2 separate regions of the Mus musculus genome follow, and region 1 is linked to region 2. The links are chromatin contacts, called in public Hi-C maps. All regions are on one chromosome and are shown on one strand. The core of a region is the stretch at or near the end of the contact, and the rest is flanking DNA. Distances in the headings are between cores, read along the strand shown.

What was found. A called contact is a pair of places that touch in the nucleus more often than the background predicts.
Region 1: a contact with region 2 is called in a Hi-C map of bone marrow-derived macrophages, with 26 read pairs. The contact joins two enhancer-like sites. A contact is called at or near these places in 5 of 484 Hi-C or Micro-C datasets (bone marrow-derived dendritic cells, bone marrow-derived macrophages, cortical neurons and 2 more) and 2 of 115 datasets of contacts at active chromatin or transcription factors (differentiating embryonic stem cells and fibro-adipogenic progenitors).

Annotation. Positions count from the first base shown.
Region 1 is chr15:67,985,773-67,992,340 of GRCm38.p6, forward strand. No RefSeq gene overlaps it. Among named protein-coding and RNA genes, the nearest start is that of Zfat, 270 kb to the right of the region's middle. Within about 2 kb of position 4,034, at least 8 of the 459 cell types and tissues checked have an H3K27ac peak or open chromatin away from gene starts, as enhancers often do. A contact at or near this core is called in bone marrow-derived macrophages, where this site is marked.
Region 2 is chr15:67,766,509-67,773,759 of GRCm38.p6, forward strand. No RefSeq gene overlaps it. Among named protein-coding and RNA genes, the nearest start is that of Zfat, 490 kb to the right of the region's middle. Within about 2 kb of position 1,298, at least 6 of the 459 cell types and tissues checked have an H3K27ac peak or open chromatin away from gene starts, as enhancers often do. A contact at or near this core is called in bone marrow-derived macrophages, where this site is marked.

The DNA.
Region 1 (6,568 bases), core at 2,784-5,283, 220 kb after region 2:
AGAGACAAGAGGATTAAGAGTTAAGACCAGCCTCAAGGACAAAGTAGTCAGAGGCCAGCCCAAGCTGCGTGAGACTCTATATTAGATAACAGAGGGCTGGAGAGATGGCTCAGTGGTTAAGAGCACTTCCTGGTCTTCCAGAGAAAACTTTTTTTTTCAGAAGTAGGAAGCATTCAGGTAATTTTCAGGCCAAAGGCATATCAAAATATATAAAAAAAATGATATATGAAACCTAAGCAAATAAATCAATACTATGTGAAAGTCCCGTAAATCAAGTATAAGGTAGATGTGTTCCAGGAATTCAGCTTTTGAAAACCAATTAATGTAATTCCCTATAATAATAAAAAAGACAAAATGAATTACTGGCATCCCAGTGCATATAGAAAAAATACTCATAACATTTCATATCAGCACAAGTCTTCAACATTACATGAATCAGGTGGGAATAAACTTCCTTAATCTTAATGGTGTGGTATTTTAAAGTCCAAAAATATTTAATGGGAAAACATTGAAATTGATTTCTCTTAGATTGACAATATGGCAAGGAATCTCACCTTAATTACTTCCGTTCAACACTGTCAAGCTCCAAGCCAATCTAATCTAGCAAGGAAAAATAAGAATTAAAACAATAAATATAAACATATAGTTATTGCTCCATTACAATGTTGAATACTCAGAAAGTCTAAAACATCGAGTAATTAACTATTAGAACTCATAGACCTGGGGAAGGAGACAGACACAAGGACTCTATACTAAAGTCCAATGCTTTTCTATATATCTTATGTTAGAATAGAAATGAAATAAAAAATACTCTTTCCAAAGGCATTAAAACATCAAGTATTTAGAAACGCATTTTTATATATGCAAAACCTCCATAGAGTCTTTACAAACCATGACCAAAGATATCTAAATTTAAATAAATAATAGAGCAAAGCATATTTATAAATTAGAATACTCTCCATTTTAAGATGCAAATCATTCTCAATTTCATCTTTTGCTTCATTGAAATATTACCCAGTCACCCATTAACAGTCATCTGCAGACATAGCCAAGTAAGGTCTTCCTAAAGCAATTTCTGTATCAAGCAACCAAAACACTGGGTATGTTGGGGTGGAGGGGATCCCTCAAATATTTAAAGACCATTCAAATTAAATTCATGGAGAATGAAAGGCTAAGGAGCATTTATTCAAACACAATGTGCCTCAGTATAAGGGTTTTGTACCATAATTTTGTACCTCATCCTCTGTGCAGCTCTGTAGTCATGTTTAAAATCAATCATGTAGAACCATGTACTGGCTGGTTTTGTGTGTCAACTTGGCACAAGCTGGAATTATCACAGAGAAGGGGGCCTCCCTTGAGGAAATGCCTCCATGAGATCCAGCTGTAAAGCATTTTCTCAACTAGTGATCAAGGGTAGGAGGGCCCATTGTGAGTGCTGCCATCCCTGGGCTGGTAGTCCTGGGTTCTATAAGAGAGCAAGCTAGGGGAAGCAAGCCAGTAAGTAACATCCTTCCATAGCCTCTGCATCAGCTCCTGCTTCCTGACCTGCTTGAGTTCCAGTCCTGATTTCCTTTGGTGATGAACAGCAACATGAAAGTGTAAGCTGAATAAATCCTTTTCTCTCCAACTTGCTTCTTGGTTATGATGTTTGTGCAGGAGTAGAAACTCTCACTAAGACAAACCATGAAAAGGTTACAGCCCCTCAGCCAGAGCAGATGACAGGGCTATTCTTCCTAAAGGCTCCATTCACAGGTGTTCCTTGTTATTGGACATGCTTGGCAGGTCCCTGTATATCCTGACTCACAAGATTTGTCTTTACTTGAGCTAATGCAAATCCCTCAGTTTGAACAGACCTTTTACCTCACTGAAATTGCCGAAAGCAGTCAGGGGAGCCCGTGAGTAGTGGACTGGGACTCTGCAGTTTGAACAAGAAGGAAAAAGAGAATGGAGAAATGGGAAAGGAGGCTGAGAAGTCTGAGGACGAGCATGAACATATCAAGATAAGCATAACTGATATTCCCGAAAGAGAGGCAAAAGAGAGGGGCAAAAGAACCTTGAAACAATGATAGGCATGCCTAAAACCCGACGAAAAACCTTTAGCATCACATTTGAGAAGTTTGACTAATTCTAAACAAGGTAAATTCAAAGAGAGCCACATCCACACACATCCAGTAAGTAACATCCTTCCATAGCCCCTGCATCAGCTCCTGCAGCCAAGATGACAGGAGACAAAGTCTTGAAAACAGAAAAAAGAAATCTGCTCATTAACACAACGCCCAGAATCACGGACACAATTTCGAAAAAGAACAAAGTTGGACAACTCTCATCTCTGTCAGAACTTACTGTAAAGCTAGTTATGTCAATGGTGTGAGACTGGGGGTGGGTGGGAGAGACTGACAAGTCTGGAAATAAATCTTCATATTTACAGTCAACTGGTTTTGGAAAAAAAAAAACTGCCATTTACAGTCACTGAGTAATAGGTAATCCGGGATAATTAGATATCTTATGGATAAAAATGAGCTTAGACTTTTCACACTCATATCCAAATATGACTCAAAATGATTCAGAAGCTTGAATGAGATCAACTTCTAAAAGCAGCATAGGACAGTTCTACAGAGATAGCTCAGTGGTTAAAATACTTGTTGCTTAAGCATGAGTACCTGAGTTCAGATTCCTAGCACCCAGGTAAAAACCCAGGTGTGACAGTGCATGCCCATTATCCCTAAACTGTGAGGTATAGACACACGTGTGTGTGTGTGTGTGTGTGTGTGTGTGTATGTATGTATGTGTGTGTGTGTGTGTATACATATACATATACATATACATATACATATACGCATACGCATACGCATACGCATACGCATACGCATACGCATACGCATACGCATACGCATACGCATACGCATACGCATATATACATATATACATATACATATACATATACATATATATATATATATATATATATATATATATATATATAGCTTTGAGACAAGTTCTCACTATGTCGCCTTGGCTATCCTGAAACTCACTATACAGACAAGACTGGTCTAGGACTCAAAGAGATCTCCCTGCATCTGTCTCCCAAGTGCTGGGACTAAAAATAAATATGCCTACCTGACAAATATTTTAATTTCAAATGACTGTTGTAAGTAAATAAGCATATAAAACAATTGACTGGTAGAAAATATTTGCAAAATTCATACTCAAGAAAGGACTCATACCCATAATTTTCAAAAACGACATATATCCTATAACACAAAACAATCAAAGGATGGGAAAATTATGCATAGAAGTGTCATCAGTTATGAAATGGCTAATTTATACATTGCAGGTGCTAATATAGGGATATGAACAAAACCACAGCAAAATACATTCCCACAGAGAGTAAGTATAATACAGGAAAAGGATTAAAGCTGAATTCTGAAGACGTAGAAACATGGGTAATAGCACATCACCAGTGATAAGGACGTTGTGCAAACACTTTGGAAAACATTCCAGCAGTTTCTAGAATGTTAGACACGGACCTGAGAGGAGCCACTGATCTACTCTTAGTTCTCTATTCAAGGGCAAGGAAAATGTTGAATAGCATGTGAATATTCACTGCAGTCTTGTTCAAATAGAAAAAGTTTCAAGTAAGCTATGTGTCTATTAATTGTGGGATAGATCACTGAAGTGTAATGTATTCACTAAAGTGAATAGGATTTAGCAATAAGGAATTGAGATGGCTCATTGAGTAAAAACAGATGACACCAGACCTGACAAGTCCCCAGAACCCGCATGATGGAAGAACAAAAGCTGTCTCCTTCCTGCAACCAGTCTTCCAAACTCCACATCCATACACATCGAGACATGCATGTGTATACACACATAAGAAATAAATTAATAAGAAAACAACTTTAAAATGCAATAATGATGCATGCCACAGCACCAGATGAGGTTCATTTTCATGACATTAAGTGAAATAAGCCAGATACAAAAAGCCTCATATTACGTAATTCTGTAAAAGAAACTCAAGAATAAGCAAAATACAGAACCAAAAATAAAGTGCTGGTTGCTTGGAGCTGTGGTTGGAAACATGGATTAATATAGACACATGTGATCTTGTCGTACGGATAAAAAAAATGTCTTGAAATTGATTTACAGTGATGGCTGCATTTGGCAAGGTTACTAAATATAATTGAATTGTATATTCAAGCTGAGTGAATTTAATGTTATATAAATAAAATTCAATAAGCCTATTAAGAAACAATAAGCCAAAACAGCAGTGTTATGGACTGAATGTTCACATATCCCAACATGGCTGCAATTGTATCTGACCCCTGGGAGGTAATTAGATAATGAGTGTGGAATGTTGGTGAATGAGAGCTTCCCTGCCTCCCCCTCCATACTTTCTTCCATGTAATGATAGCTGTCTGCCATGCAGAAGAAACCCTTCCCACAAGCCCCACACCACCAGCATTTGCCATGTCAAATTTGTGACCAATGACTTTGGTCTCCAGGACAGTGAAAAATTAAACCTGAACAAACCAGCCTCTTGCCATTCTTTAAAACAGCTGAGCTGACTAAAAGATAAAATGTGGATGGAAGGGAGACTGGGTCAGAGTGTTTGCTGTGCAAGCTTGGGAACCTGAGTTCAAATCCCCACCACCCATTTAACAGGTCAATGTAGCTGTACCCATATCCCCAGTATTGAGGGGTATGGGAAGCAGAGACAGGAGGATTGTTCAGCTTGCTGGCCACCAGCCTTGTTCCAGATTCATCAAGAGACCCTACCTTCAAGGAGTGATAGAGGGGTAGATCTGGACACTCAACACACCCTCTCCTGGCCTCCATATGTCCAGAGGCTATGCACACACATGGGTATACATCATATATATATCTCACACAAGTAAAATGAAATATCAAATATCAACACATGTTTAAAACAGAGAACAGTCTGGAATGCAAACTTTTGCTTTCTTTAAGTTTGAAATATCTCACATTTTCCAATTTTAACAATAAATCGGTAAAGATGTTTACTACTTGAGACACAAGGTTGTCCATGGGGCTGTATCTTGCCATGACTGGAAAGTACTTCTGAGGTAGCTATATCATTGTTATTGTTGCTTTATGAGTTATCGAAAATCTATGCTTGGTAATTGCTTTAGTGGTTTTTACTCATCTTCAGCAATACTTGACTTATAACTGGGCTCAGAGGAGATCACTGTCAGCTTAAATCAGTGCCTTCTCTTCTCCCAGATCCAATGAGAGAATTTCCACAGATACCTTAGCCACTCAAGAGTTTCTTCCTGAGAATGCTGAATCTTCTAATTAGAAAATATTGCTGTCATAGTGAATAGATACGGTGATGTGAGATGAACAAGAGGAACCAGGAGATAAGCAGACTCATTTGCTCAGTGATTCTCTTATCCACGCAGTCCCCTCTCAGCCACTGATAACCAAAGCTTACTCCCACAAGTGCAAATTATTCTTTCTACAAACCTTGGGTCAAATTCAACATTTTCATGAATTAGTAATAATATCCTTTTACACGCATTGATTCCCTAGAAGTGTAATGGGATAGCAGAAAATGTGATTATCATGGTATTGCAATTTTGTTTTCTGATGAAGAAATGTAGACACAGGATACAAGCTAGGCTAAGGCTCATCAATATTCCCAGTATGCATGTAGCAGAACCAGAAAAAAAAATCTGCTCTGTTGTGTGTTAAGATCAGGCTACAGAAGAATGTGTAGACCAGGATATTATTCATTTTGACATTAGACATGTACAGATAACACAGAAATACATATTCAAAACTACTTTCCAGATCTTCACCACCAAGGCCTGGCCTTCTCCGTAGTCTTCATTGTTTCTGTAAATGGAAACTGTCCCTCTAGCCATTCAAGACAGAGTTTCAACCCTCCCTGGGCTTCCTGTTTTCCCTCCCATCCCCACTACATCAGCATACATGACTGTCTATCTTTTGACATCGTCCAGAAATTCACCATATCTCAATAGACACATCCCCTTTCAATAGCCATTGCCTCAAGTATTCACAATGGATCTTCTAACATACCCCATGTCTGCCTAAAACCTGACAGCAACTCAGTCACTAGTTAATTAAACCCTCCGGGTTTACTGCATCCTCCAAGACCTATGTTAGAAAGCCCCACCTCTGGGAGCTCCCCTTCTGCTTCTCTCTAATGTTCCCTCTACCCCTCCCCTAGACCTTCATGAGACTTATCAAACATGCATGCACACACACACACACACACACACACACACACACACACACACACACATACACACATGCACGCATGCACACGCCACTGCACTATCTCACCTCCCCAGGTTTCAGATAAGGTTCCTCCATCTATTTTTTCACACAACGTCTTTCAGGTGATTATTATTCCATCAAAACCCAGAGCATTCATATGCCCTTGAGCCATGTTTTCTAAAGCAATATTTTTAGGCTTGGTCTCTTGATCTCCCCAGGGGCACATCAAGTCAACCAGGATATAAGCAGTGTGAATGAAGAATCAAAGGCACTGACAACCTCTCCCTGCTACACAATCTGGGATTAG
Region 2 (7,251 bases), core at 48-2,547:
TAATACATGTTCCATGTATGAATAACACTTCTGAGTGCTTATCCAAAGAACTCCAAGTTAAATGATCACAGAGACATGAATATTATTGTTAACAGAAGCACTATCCACAATAGCTAAGTCATATAATCAACATACATGCTTAAAAACAGATGACTGCACAAAGAAAGGGTGGTGTTTCTGCTGGAAGGAGAAATAATAAGTTATATTGTTTACAGGAAAACAGATTCAATAATTAGGTAAACTAAGCAAGTTAAATACTGTATGTTTTCTATTACTTGTATATAGATATCTCTATAGATTTTATATGGGCACATGAAATCATGTATGAATGTTTTATATGAAAGCAGAACTGTCTAGGGTACATATGGAAACTAATAGAGAGGAGTGTTGAAAAGAGGACTAGGGGCCATGGGAGAGATTATTCTCAACATACATATGCTTTTATGAAAATGACATTGTATAATAGATTACCATATACAATGAATATACATTATGAAAATATTAAAATAGATCCTAAATAAATAAAATCAAAAAGAGTCACATGTTTTGTTTTGTTTTGTTTTGTTTGTCAAAGGAAAATATACCTGCTTGAAGCCCTGCACAAAAGCTGAGGTGACCAACAAAATGGAAAGTTCAAATCTCCAGCCGGGCGTGGTGGCACACGCCTTTAATCCCAGCACTCGGGAGACAGAGGCAGGCAGATTTCTGAGTTCGAGGCCAGCCTGGTCTACAAAGTGAGTTCCAGGATAGCCCAGGGCTACACATAGAAACCCTGTCTTGAAAAAACAAAAAAAAGTCTCAAATCCCCTACATAGGAGATGGCTTCACTATCCATTTTTCATCTTTCCAAGGGAGCACACATGCACATATTTCTGTTGTGGAAAAGCCAGAGAGACTGTTATATCTGTGACACCTCTTTGTCCCCTGTTGATCCTACCACTTTTACTCACATCTCCCAATTCCCTACAGACAACCCCTTTATCATCTGCTTTATGTACATGTAAACATTGCACTTTCATTTGCGGTCAACTCTTTAGCTGCCATGACTCCCACTGAAAAGCAGAGACCCTTTTATATGAAACTCCCAAGATAATATTGGGCCTTCAATATTCAGTGTACAATACAACTCTCTGGAAGGTCATCTTCTAGGTGTTGTCTGAGTTGCTTAGTGTTGCTGGGACAGAGTGCCCCGTCCAAGTGATTTATAGGACAAGAGATTTATGTATCCTAGCAGTCTTCAGGGACAGTTCACTATGGTCGGAAAGGCATAAATGCAGAAACAAGATGCATGTGCAATCCAAAAAGGAGAACTTACTGAGGAAGTCTAGTGACAAACTCACCCCCACTGCCACTCCTGTAGTGATCCACTTTTTCTAGCAAGATTCCACTTCCTATTAAGTTCCAGAGCCTTCCCAAACAGCATCACCAGCTGGGGACCAAGCCCTCAAACACGACCCTGTTGAAGACATCTCATATTCAAACTGTAATTAGTATTATTCTATGTGTTATGGGTTTTCCTTGGGGGCATTTTTGTATTAAATCATTAACTTCTGACCATCCTGTCTTTATTTAATCGCATATGTGTTCATTATCACACCAAGAGGGGAAGTACTCTGCTCACTACTATTTCTCCTTGATAATCACTCTCATTTACCTAGCCCTTCCTTACTGCAAACTTTCCTCCTGATGATCACCGGCTTTCTATTCCCACTGGTGTTCATGAATGTGGATTATAGGTACAGAGAGACTCCTGATAACATTGCCTGTAAATAGAGATGGCTTGGAACAGGCACAGGGAAAAGGGGGTGGTGGAGGAAAATGGTTTAAAATCTAAAGGAAAAGCCCATGTTTAATAATCTCAATCACAAGGTAGGAAAGTGAACTTCTTTCTTGGGTCTAATTATTCTTTTATAACTTCCATCTTTGCAAACAATCCCGATCACTTGTACTTTCTTCTTTTATATTCTTTCCTTGAATTACTTTACCTTTCTGCTAAAATCAAGTGTAGCCTATGATATCCTGCAGTTTACATACTTCTGCAATCCAGTTATTCATTCTTTGATTAACTATGTTCCTTCCAGAGAAGATTCCAGCGGCCTTGAAATGAAACATATCTTTTTGTTTGCTACCATCATCAGCTTAGGGCTTGCTTGTTTCTTCAGCTCTTGCTCTTTGATGAATATCTCTTTTTCTTCTCCTACTTTCTCCTGGCCTGACACTTGCCTGCTTTGGAATGCACTAAGGTCTGTGAAGACACCATAATTCTGTCTCCAATTGGTTGAATAACTCTGGAACTGTTTTATGTGTGTGTGTGTGTGTGTGTGTGTGTGTGTGTGTGTGTGTGTGTGTGTGTGTGTTGAAAAAATCTATCTATCTATCTATCTATCTATCTATCTATCTATCTATGTTGAAAACTTTTGGTGCTGCTTGATTACTTTCTTGTGTGATCTCTTTGTTTACTACTATGCTTGATGACTTTGTCTTTGATCTAAGAACTGGCCATGTTCTTTGGCTGTACCTAGAGTGATATAAAAGCAGGCTGGGAAGTGGATGCTCACATGGATGGATCACAGGGCTCCCAATGGAGGAGCTAGAGAAAGTAGCCAAGGAGCTAAAGGGATCTGCAACCCTATAGGTGGAGCAACATTATGAACTAACCAGTACCCCGGAGCTCTTGACTCTAGCTGCATATGTATCAAAAGATGGCCTAGTCGGCCATCACTGGAAAGAGAGGCCCATTGGACACGCAAACTTTATATGCCCCAGTACAGGGGAACGCCAGGGCCAAAAAGGGGGAGTGGGTGGGTAGGGGAGTGGGGGTGGATGGCTATGGGGGACTTTTGGTATAGCATTGGAAATGTAAATGAGCTAAATACCTAATTAAAAATGGAAAAAAAAGCAGGCTGGGGAAAAATAAAGCTGGTTCAGCCTCAGCACTGGCTGGAGTCAGGTTATAGTTTTGTCTAATTATCTTTTTCTTTTCAATCCTCCCTCCCTCCCTTGAGTCCCCGTTGACTAACTGAGATGCCTTGGATATCTATAGATGTAGATATATATATATATATATATAGATAGATAGATAGATAGATAGATAGATATAGGTATAGGTATAGGTATAGGTATAGGTATAGGTATAGGTATAGATATAGATATAGATATAGATATAGATATAGATATAGATATAGATATAACATATGTATACACACACATATATATTTATATCCATCCAAAATATATATGTATATACACATACATATATATCTTTACTTAAATAATTTATATTAAATATTTATATATTTCAGGAACTTCCATCATTTGAGAAGAAGAGACTTGATGAACTATAATATAAACCATATAGTTTCCAAGAAGTAAACTGCAAAGCCCATGCTTTGTCTGTCCAAGCTATGGAGAGATATAGAGGCAGCATCACTGGAGAGCCTGCTCATTCATTATCACTTAGATTATTTCTTGGGTCCCAGATAAATCTTACAAAAGCTGCCTACCATGCAGAGTCTAAAGAAGAAAACTGCAAAGCCCAAGCTTTGTCCTTCCCAGCTATTGAGACAGCATCACTGTAGAGCCTGCTTATTCCTCATCTCTTACATAGTTTCTTGGGTCCCCGATAAATCTTACAAAGGCTGCCTACCATGCAGAGTATAAGAGGTGAGATAAACACCTCCACTGTGTCCTCAAGGAAGTGCTATATTCAGAAAGATTGCTCTGTGCTGCTGAGAAATAGGTGCCAGAGGAGACAGAATTATTTTTCTTTCTCTCTCTCAATACATAACCACTGTTACTTCTCCTGTAACTGAAGCATAACAAGGACCTGACACATGACCCCAAACCACCTCCCTTCCAATGTGACAATCCAAATCTCTGGAATAACTATGGGATTAAAGCAATAAGATTCAAAGTGCTCAGCTCTGGTTAGGAGAAGACAAATTAAAAGCTGGATTTCTGACAGTCATGGTCAAAGCTAGAGACTTAATCAAAGTTGAATCCCAAACAAATTACTTCTCACATTTACATTTTTCAAATATATTCATATGATTTTTTGTTCACAAAAGTAAAGCTTACAAGACAAATACAAACGTTACATTTTTGTCTCTTTCTTACTGGGAAATTTAAAGCTAACCTCATTATTCAACCAAGCCAGACATGAAAACTGGATTTTCTGGCAAACTTTTCTTTCAGTATTTATCTATCCTTTTAAAACCTGATTAACTTTGCTATATGCTAGATCTGAAGATAGAAACTGTGAACCTAATAGACTAAGCCTTCTGTTCTTGTGGAGCTTATGTTTGATGAAAAAGGGGAAGGCAGATAACTATGAAATATCTACATATCAGACAAGTGAAATTCATAATATCTAATAGAGTGGTGGGATACATAGTATAAACAGTGAAAACATATTTATGATTAATATGAGCTTATAGTCCAGTGAATAAAATCCAAAAAATTTCAAGAGATAAAGTCAGAATTTGTGGTTCTGAGATGAAAAATTAAAAACAAAACCACAAACCAGCTGAGAACAGAGAGTATATGTCTATGAGGAATGCTAATGTAGGGAAATGTTGGAGAAATCCCCAAAGGGATAGCATTCCTCCTTTAGCTGCCTCATCTGTCCTCTGAGATAAATTAATCTTACCATATAGCATCACATAACCTGCAGAAATCCTACAGCACATTGCTGTGTTGTTACAGTTATTAATTTATCAACAGGACATGTCACATGGCTCTGGACCCCTCTAGGGAATATAAGTCACAGTAAGGTTCCTGAGAGATTTGAATGAAGTAGTTCAAGTTAAAGTTCTTGCCAGACTCAGATACTTGGTGTGTCATACTCACTGGAAGCTGATATCCCTGAACTCAGAATCCAGGATGTAGATTGTGACAAGAAAGCAGAGGGTTGGAGGATATGCTCTGGGGATCAGAGACTGGGAAGGAGTGAAATACGAGGGGCTGGACAAAGGGAGTTCAAGGTTCAAACTCAACAGAAGCATCAAGCAACTTCATAAAGATATTGAAGGTTGGAAGACCATCACTAATTTGAGCAAGGGGCTCTGCAATAGCTTAAAGAAGATTTACCACAATCCAGTCTATTAAAACTGGGATATGGGTATACAGAAGGTCTTTATAGTTGTTATTCTATTTTAATAGTATTTTAAGCCTTCTTTAATGAAATATAAAAAGATTGAAAGGAGAGATGAGAAGCAAATGATATTGACCTTTGATTCCCTAACTGACAGGCAAGCCCATTACATATTCTTAGTTGGTTGGGACAGTCTTTGGTAGCCATCAGAGAGAGAAGGTACTCAACAGGGAACCTTCAGCAATAGCATCTACAATAAGCAGATGGTCATAAGAATCCATATCAGCAGGTTGGGGCAGCTTCCCAAGTTGTTCATCATAGTGCCTCCTGCATGTTACTTTCCTTATGTGCCTTAGACAGTTTCAGGAGTTGTTTCTGGCCAATAGGGGTGTCTCATGTTTTATAGATGCTTTATGGTGGACCATGCTTTGACCATTTCTAAAATTCACCATTCTGCATGAGCATCTTTGCAATGTACTATGAGAGCCAATGCCATGATGATCTAGAAAGAAACCAAACCTGCATGAGGCCTCAGACAGTGGGCTCTGGAGTCAGTGTTGTCTGTACCTATTGCTCCTCTTCCAAAGTTCAGGCTCCATTGAAGCACCTCACTGTTTCTCCATCTGTGCAGTGTCTTCTTCCTAAGTAAATTGATTAATTTGAGTCAGCAACAGCGCCCTGCAGAATGCCATCAATCTTCTAAGGACACCTGGGTGGCAATGTGTCACCACTTCCTTCAGAGTCCCAGGCTCTTATATTTGAGAGCAGCTGCACCTGTAAACAGGCAGAACCCCAGAAGGCTTTGCCTAGTGACTAGTAAGGCTTCATGAATTCTGTCATCTCTGTTTTTCAATGCCACTTCCACTCTCTCTCAGCAGAGGTAATGAGAACTTTAGAAAACACATTGATTTATTATTCCTCTTGGCTACTGTGATGGATCAAATGAGACATGTTCCCCATAGGCTTTGGTACTTGAACGCTTGATCCCTAGGGTTTGACTTTGCCAAAGAAAGTACATCACTAGAGGTGGGACGTGAAACTTTAAAACATCATGCTAATCTAATTCACTTTCTCTGTCTCATGCTTGTGGTGGAAATGTGAGCCTTCTGCTTCCAGCTCTTGCTTCCATACCTGCTGCTTGGCACCATGTCTCTTGGCCTTGATGGAGGCTCTCATTCCCCTGGAACTGTAAGCCCAAATAAATTCTTTCTTCCACATGTTATTTTTGACATGGTATTTTATCATAGCATAAAAGATAACTAATGACTGACTTCTTATTGACAGCTTATAGTTGTCAGAATGTAAAGAAAACAGCAGTTTCCCAAATCAGGGCAAAAGGGGAGAGTGTCTCCTTACCCTCAGGTAGACTACAGGACAGAGGCTGAGGGGTAGAAATGTGGAAATTTTGGTCTTCAGACTACCCAGGTATATTCTATGGCCTTCTGATGAGGCAATAAATTAACACTGCCCTGGTTTAAGGTTTCAGAAGAATGATCCATTGTTTTGAGGATATTGATAATATTACATTTTAGTAACAATATTCTGTGAGAAAGCAAAGATAGCAAAATGTGTGATAAATATAGATGGACTAGGAATTATTTAATAAGACCATATACAAACATTTTTTAAACATAAACATAACACTCAGACTATTTTAAAGAACAAATTTTTAAAAACTGCTTCCTCTTGTTTCTAAGATGTAACATCACCTTTAGTCTTCACATTTGTTATGTAATTTATTATATTTATAAATTTTTCAAATAACACTGAGACTTAAGGAAATAAAGTGACACGTGGGTCACAAGTGACTCCTTCAATTTTCATGTTAAAGAAGATTCTAACTCTTTTCTAAGCAGAATAAAATATGTTTTAAATGTAATGGTAGCACTAGAAACAAATATCTGTAGAAATGTTCATGGTATGTTTTCAGAGCTTATTTGAGTGTAACATCCTAATATATTCAAACCCTTGGTTTCCATGTTGCTCAGAAGTTCTCTGATTTTGGTAAAAGAAGAGCCAAATGACCAAAAGAGCCAGGAAATACATCAAGGTGTAGCTGACATCATAGTACACAAGATATGTGAACACATTGTAGTTCATCTTGAACAGAGTCGCTGAGAGCTTTAGGAAATGCATGTTCTTTAGGTTTTTATTGGATA